Regions from separate parts of the Mus musculus genome. Here region 1 is linked to region 2. The links are chromatin contacts, called in public promoter capture Hi-C maps. All regions are on one chromosome and are shown on one strand. Each heading gives the region's core, a stretch centred on a gene start, on an enhancer-like site or on the middle of the called end of the contact. The rest is flanking DNA. Distances are from core to core; before and after follow the strand shown.

The links. Capture Hi-C pulls out chosen DNA fragments and counts their contacts.
Region 1: a promoter capture Hi-C map of adipose tissue shows a contact between it and region 2. The contact joins the promoter of Ppp3cc here to the promoter of Pdlim2 in region 2. A contact is called at or near these places in 14 of 39 promoter capture datasets (3T3-L1-derived adipocytes, the C10 cell line, the HPC-7 cell line and 9 more), 17 of 484 Hi-C or Micro-C datasets (the G1E-ER4 cell line, the HPC-7 cell line, bone marrow-derived macrophages and 12 more), 20 of 115 datasets of contacts at active chromatin or transcription factors (the 230-238 cell line, SST interneurons, astrocytes and 16 more) and 4 of 9 other capture datasets (adipose tissue, liver, macrophages and 1 more).

What each region holds. Positions count from the first base shown.
Region 1 is chr14:70,288,150-70,290,849 of GRCm38.p6, forward strand. It overlaps Ppp3cc (protein phosphatase 3, catalytic subunit, gamma isoform), which reads right to left and starts at 1,348. Exons shown (of 14, transcript NM_008915.3): 1 at 1,032-1,348. The coding sequence starts at 1,080.
Region 2 is chr14:70,175,509-70,178,208 of GRCm38.p6, forward strand. Pdlim2 (PDZ and LIM domain 2) reads right to left here and starts at 1,307. Exons shown (of 10, transcript NM_001253736.1): 1 at 1,171-1,307.

The sequences.
Region 1 (2,700 bases), core at 98-2,597, 110 kb after region 2:
TCTAGCTGTTAAAGGACTAAGTCCATTCTATGAACAATTGACTTCAATCCCTAATGATTCCAAATTCTGAGGAAATAAGTCTCAAAAGTACTGTCTGCCAAGGCAGATAACTAACATTTATGACACCAATACTATCCTTCTCTCTCTGAGCACTCAATAGGCTCCCCCTTATTTAAAAAAAAAATTATCATTACTAATCTTAGTTTCCTGTCTCCTAATATCAAAATGAAACGGGGAAATAATTTTTAGTTTTTTCCCACTATGGTGAAAACCACCTCACTCAGAAATAACTGGTCTAAGCATAGCACCTTCTTAGAAAACAGTGCTTTCAAACCAACTATTATTATGGAGGGGTCTTAGAAGTCGGACAATAGAAGCATGTGAATCAGTGGTTATGTTAGACAGGTCCTTTTGGGTAAAGGGCAGAAACTATATCATAAACTCAGAAGATTTAGAAACACTTTCGTGTTTCCTTAGAATAACTGAATATCAGATATAATGAGAGACATCTGGGAGATTATTATTCACCAAGTCCTTATAGCCAAAACTTGTAAGCCCTTTTAAGAAGACTGTGTCACTATCATCTTGTTTCTTTTAATAAAAGCAATGACTTGGGATATGTAGAGAAAGTGAGCCAAACGTGCACAGTATACCCACCACACCCCTCAAAAATAATTTTTTAAAGGGTTTGGTAAGGAGCTGTCAAAAAAGAGCTGAGCCTAAGGAAAGGCATGACTTGGGTGAGTCAAGAGAACTCCCTGCTCACACAACCCAGACGGTGTCCCCAGATGAAAGACCAAAAAGTGGGGAATCAGGAGAAACCGCCTGGATGCTTCGGGAGTGGATGGCGGGCGCGGTCGCTCTATCCACCTCCCGCTAGGTACCCGTCCAGCAGTCACCGGGGACGCCGGCGGACAGCAGCCCGGTCCTCCCCGCGCCCTGCAGCGCCTCCCGCCGCTGCCTCCATCCCCGCTCCTCGAGTCCCCGAGCCGTCGCCCGGCGAGGGCCGTTCCCCGCGGCGCGCTCGGCACCTTTGATGACGCGCTCGGTCGTGGAGAACTGAGGGCGCCTCACGGACATGGTCTCCTCCCGGCTCCGGCGGCCCGCTGGACGCAAGCCGCCGCCTTCCTCCTAGGCGGGCTGCGCTCGGCGAGCGGGCAGCCACCGTGCCGGGCCCCGGAATACGGGGCGTCCTCGGACGGCGGCGGCCGCAGCGCCGCTCCCTCCCTGCGGCGGCGCCCGCGGCTCGGCGGGGACGACCGCGTCGAGAGCTACGGCGACCGCGGCTGAGGGACACAACTAGGGAGACCGCGGCTGCGCGCGGCTGGGGCCCCGCGTGCGCGCCTCCGCGCTCACAACTTCCCGGCGGCCTCGAGGGCCGCAGCCGCGCTCTGCGCACGCGCGGATCTCGGGTCTCAGCTCCGGATTCACTGCTGACCGCCGTCCGCCTCGCGTGGGGCAGATGCTCTGGACGCCCAACCCTGACCTGTAGCTTCTCAAACCAGCCGCTGGGACCTCGGAAGCAGCTGCGACCTTGGGACCAGGCAGGTGTCCTGATTCTTGGTGGCTGCCACTGAGTCTGTGTCCCTCTCATCAGAGAGAGCCCCTATCTCATGAACGCTCTCTCCGTTATCACTGGGGTCCTCCACCCACTTTGTCTCCATAAGAAATTAACCATTCTACCCTGTTTCTCAGGTTACCCTCTCCCATTCACCAACCCCCAAACTTTGAAACCCCTGTCAACTTCATGTTTGTTGCATACAGCTTGTATCTAGCAGCCTAAGTACCTCCGTGGCCATCCTACTCCAGTTCAGCTCCTGGGAGAACCCCGTTTCTGAGAAGCGGTGTCTCCCTTTCTATATACATGAGACAGCAGTCACTCACTGTCTTCTGGGACGCTAGCCCAGGCTTCCTTGAGAAAGGGAATTGACTTCTAACCGATTTCCCCTTATATTGTCACCTGCCTACTTGGACGCATCTATTCCACTGTGGAATAGTGACACACAGTGACACCGCACCTGCCTCCCTACCGTGTGTGAGTGTGTGTGCGCGTGTCATGTATGTGTGGTGTGGAGTAGGTGTGTGTGCATGCATGAAGTGTTTGTATTTGTGTGTGCTGGTGAGCTGGCCCATACGAGCACATATGGAGGCCAGAGGTCGAGGCCATCCTCTAGTGCTCCTACCTTAAATTTAATAGACAGGGTCCCATTAAACTTGAAGCTGACATGCCTGCTAGACTGGAAGGCCAGCAAATTCTCTCACCTGTCCCTCTGCCTGTCCCCTTTCCCCCATAGCACTGAAGTTACAAACGCTGAGGTTGTACCCAGGTTCTATTTGAATGCAGGGACTCAAACAGAACCCCATGCTTGTGTTTCACTGAGCCATTTTCCTCATCCCCTCCTCATATGTTTTTTATTTTGTTTTATTTTTGCAGTGATGGGGACTTGCAATCCCATAGTCAAGTTTCACAATCTGGCTTATTTTTAGGTTAAAAATTGGTCATTATTGCTCCTTAATTAGAAGCCTCTTTCTCACTGAGGACAGGACTTGGCCAGGCAAAAAGTACTTTGCTTTTTTTTTTTATTTTAGCAATGATAATGAAATATTGAAACTTAAATCCAAGGAAACGTACAATTTATAGGCCAACCAGTCTTCATAGTTACTACAATGGCCAATAAGTAACCATATGTGGCATTGTAA
Region 2 (2,700 bases), core at 57-2,556:
CTTCTAGGGTCTTCAGACTAGTAGATCCCCTAAGACAGGCAGCAGTCCCACTGACAAGAGGTCAGACTTCCATACAAGTGCTTGGTGGAGAACTGTGGGAAGGAATTAGCAGGTGGTAGGAGTGAACGCACCCCGCACCCCTTCACTACCTGTTTCCTGTTCCCTAAACGAAGAGCACAAAATACTTTCTACACTCTGTATAGAGTATACAGGAGGACAGCAAGCCTCAGGATAGCCCCACCAGACAGCAAGAAGTTAGCAGAGGCTGGGGCTGGCAGGTGTCAGACTAAGGTCTTCAGAGGGGCTACCTGGCTCCCTGCCTGACCCCAACAGCTGGGTTCAGATGAACAAGAGGAAGCTTGCTACCTCCTCTAGGGGCCTGCTGCACCCTAGTGAGCAGCCTGAGAAAGGAGGCCAAGGCTCATCTGCCAAGGGAAGCACACCCACACCCACAGCCACCCTGGTACTGGCCAGCAGGGCAAGTTCATGATGCTGCCAGTTTGGCCACAAACTTCTCATCCACAGCCCCCGCTGACCCACAAGGGAGTGTCCTTGTGGACCAGGCCCTCCTAGGATTTCCTGAGCCTCTAGATCTGGAGCCAGGAGCCAACCCAGGCAGGAAGCTGCAATGCCAGCCTGGGCACCACCCAGCCCAGCACCCATCCTCAGGCTGTCCCTGGGGAGATATGGGTCAGCAAGTATGTCCAATATCTCAAGAACATCAAGGCCTGGGGGGAGGGGGAGGCTGTCCAGGCCAGCAGTCCGACTGTCTTGTCCCCCAGGCAACTGGCTTTGCCTTTCACCCAGGCCCAGCCACGGTGTCCCAGGCTGATCACAGAAAGACTGAAAACGCCCTGAGATTCTCAGACCTTTGAGCCGACCAGTGGACTCAGTGAACTGCCTAGCTGTCAGTCTGGCTGTCCCCAGTACCAGTTCTCAAGCTTGCTTCCCAACAAGTCCAAAATACCCCGGGGCGGAGGGGGTTGGGGGTGGGACTGGGACTGGGACTAGAGGACGAGTGTCTGGGTCAGGGGAGAACCCAAGCCAAGGGGTATCCAGGTCGAAGAGAAGTTTCAGGGAAAAGGGGCTTTGGGCCGAGGGTAGGGTCCGGTGAGGAGGAGATCGCCGAGGGCGGTGGCCCGCGGAGGGTGCAGGTGGGCGCGCGCTCACCTGGCTGCCGCTTGCCTGTCGGGCTGGGCGGTCAGGCCAGCCAGGAAAGGGAAGGAGGGAGGGAAGAACGGAGGGAGTAAGGACGAGGAGCCGCCGCCGTTCCACCGCAGCCGTCTGTCCGACTCTAGGGAGAGCTCGCCCGGGGCTCCCAGACCTGCCTCCGCCCATGTGATCCCGGGGCCGCCCCTGCCGCCGCCCCTGGCCCGGGAAGCCGCCTCCTCTGCGCTGCCGAGCCGGGGCGCCGCCACCTGGCCCGCGCCTTGTGGGGGAGCTGGAAGTGGGCGAGCGAGAAGAGCAGACCCTCCTGAAAACCGCCTCTAGACTGAGACCCTTCCGAGGTGTCCACATCCTCCGGACTGTCCCTAAGCACAGGGGGTCGGTTCAAATGACAAACCATCCCCACGGTGCGCAGTATACAGAGACTGCGTCCCACCCCACAATAGGAAAGGATCCCTCGATGTCGCGGTCCCCAGACCTCTGTCAGACAACCGCTGGCTTGATGGACCTGTCTGTGGTCCATCCGATTCTTCTGCCCACTCCTGGCTCCGATGTTGGAGCAGATACAGTCCCGATACCCACACATCTCAAGCCTGGGCCACACCTCCACCCTCCTATCTCTTCCCAGACAGATGCCCCTGGCTTTGTACTGCCAGCGCAGTGACTTAGCCCCAGATACCCCCGCAAGCCTGCCCTGAGCAGGGAGACATGCCCAGACCCAGAGGAGATAGAGAGCACTTGGCAGGGTCATCAGGCACCTCCTCTCCCACCATTCTGCCTGGCATGGGCCAGCTCTAAGCACTACGGAGGACCCTGTCTGCCCAATTCCTATGCCAGACTCCATGACTCAGGGCAACGGTGTGGAGGTGGGGAGAGCAGGTGTAGGCCCAGGAAGGAGGAGCCATCTGACCAGAGGGTCCCCCAGAGCTATACCTGGCAACTCTTGCCCTGGGGAGTTGAGAGCCCACGCAGCTGCCTCCTGCCTCTTCAGTTGCTCTTACAACTTGGCACAGCGTAGAGCACACCTGTGGACCCAGCTGTAACCTGCCTGCCTCGGGTGTGAGTCATTCTCTCCGAGTTCCCCAAGAGAATTGCCCTCGCCACCCTCACCATCCTCCTCACCTACGACGCGCATCGGTGTGGCTCAGAGTCTCTGCACTTCCCAGCCAGCCAGGTTGCCTCCCTGGCCCCACCTCCCACAGTCTCTCCTTGGGCAGGTAAATGGCTCTACCACAGACTAATTCCAGGGGCCTCCAAGAGGGGCCCCTTGTCTGCTGCACCTGCTCTCCCTCCGCAGCTAGTTTGGAAGCCTTTTATGTTTGTTTGGTTTGGTGCTGGGGATTGAAGACAGGGCCCCAGATCTGTACGTATTCTCCCTTTTAAGCTCTACCCTCAGTTCCCTGAAAACCTCTTGAGCAGCCCTCGGGTAGGGCAGGCACTGCCTGGGGTTCACACTGTCCGATCCTCGAGTGTCATGGCTTCCTTTAACTGTGTGTGTGGTGTTGCGTGGTGTGCTGTTTACTTTTTGTCGAC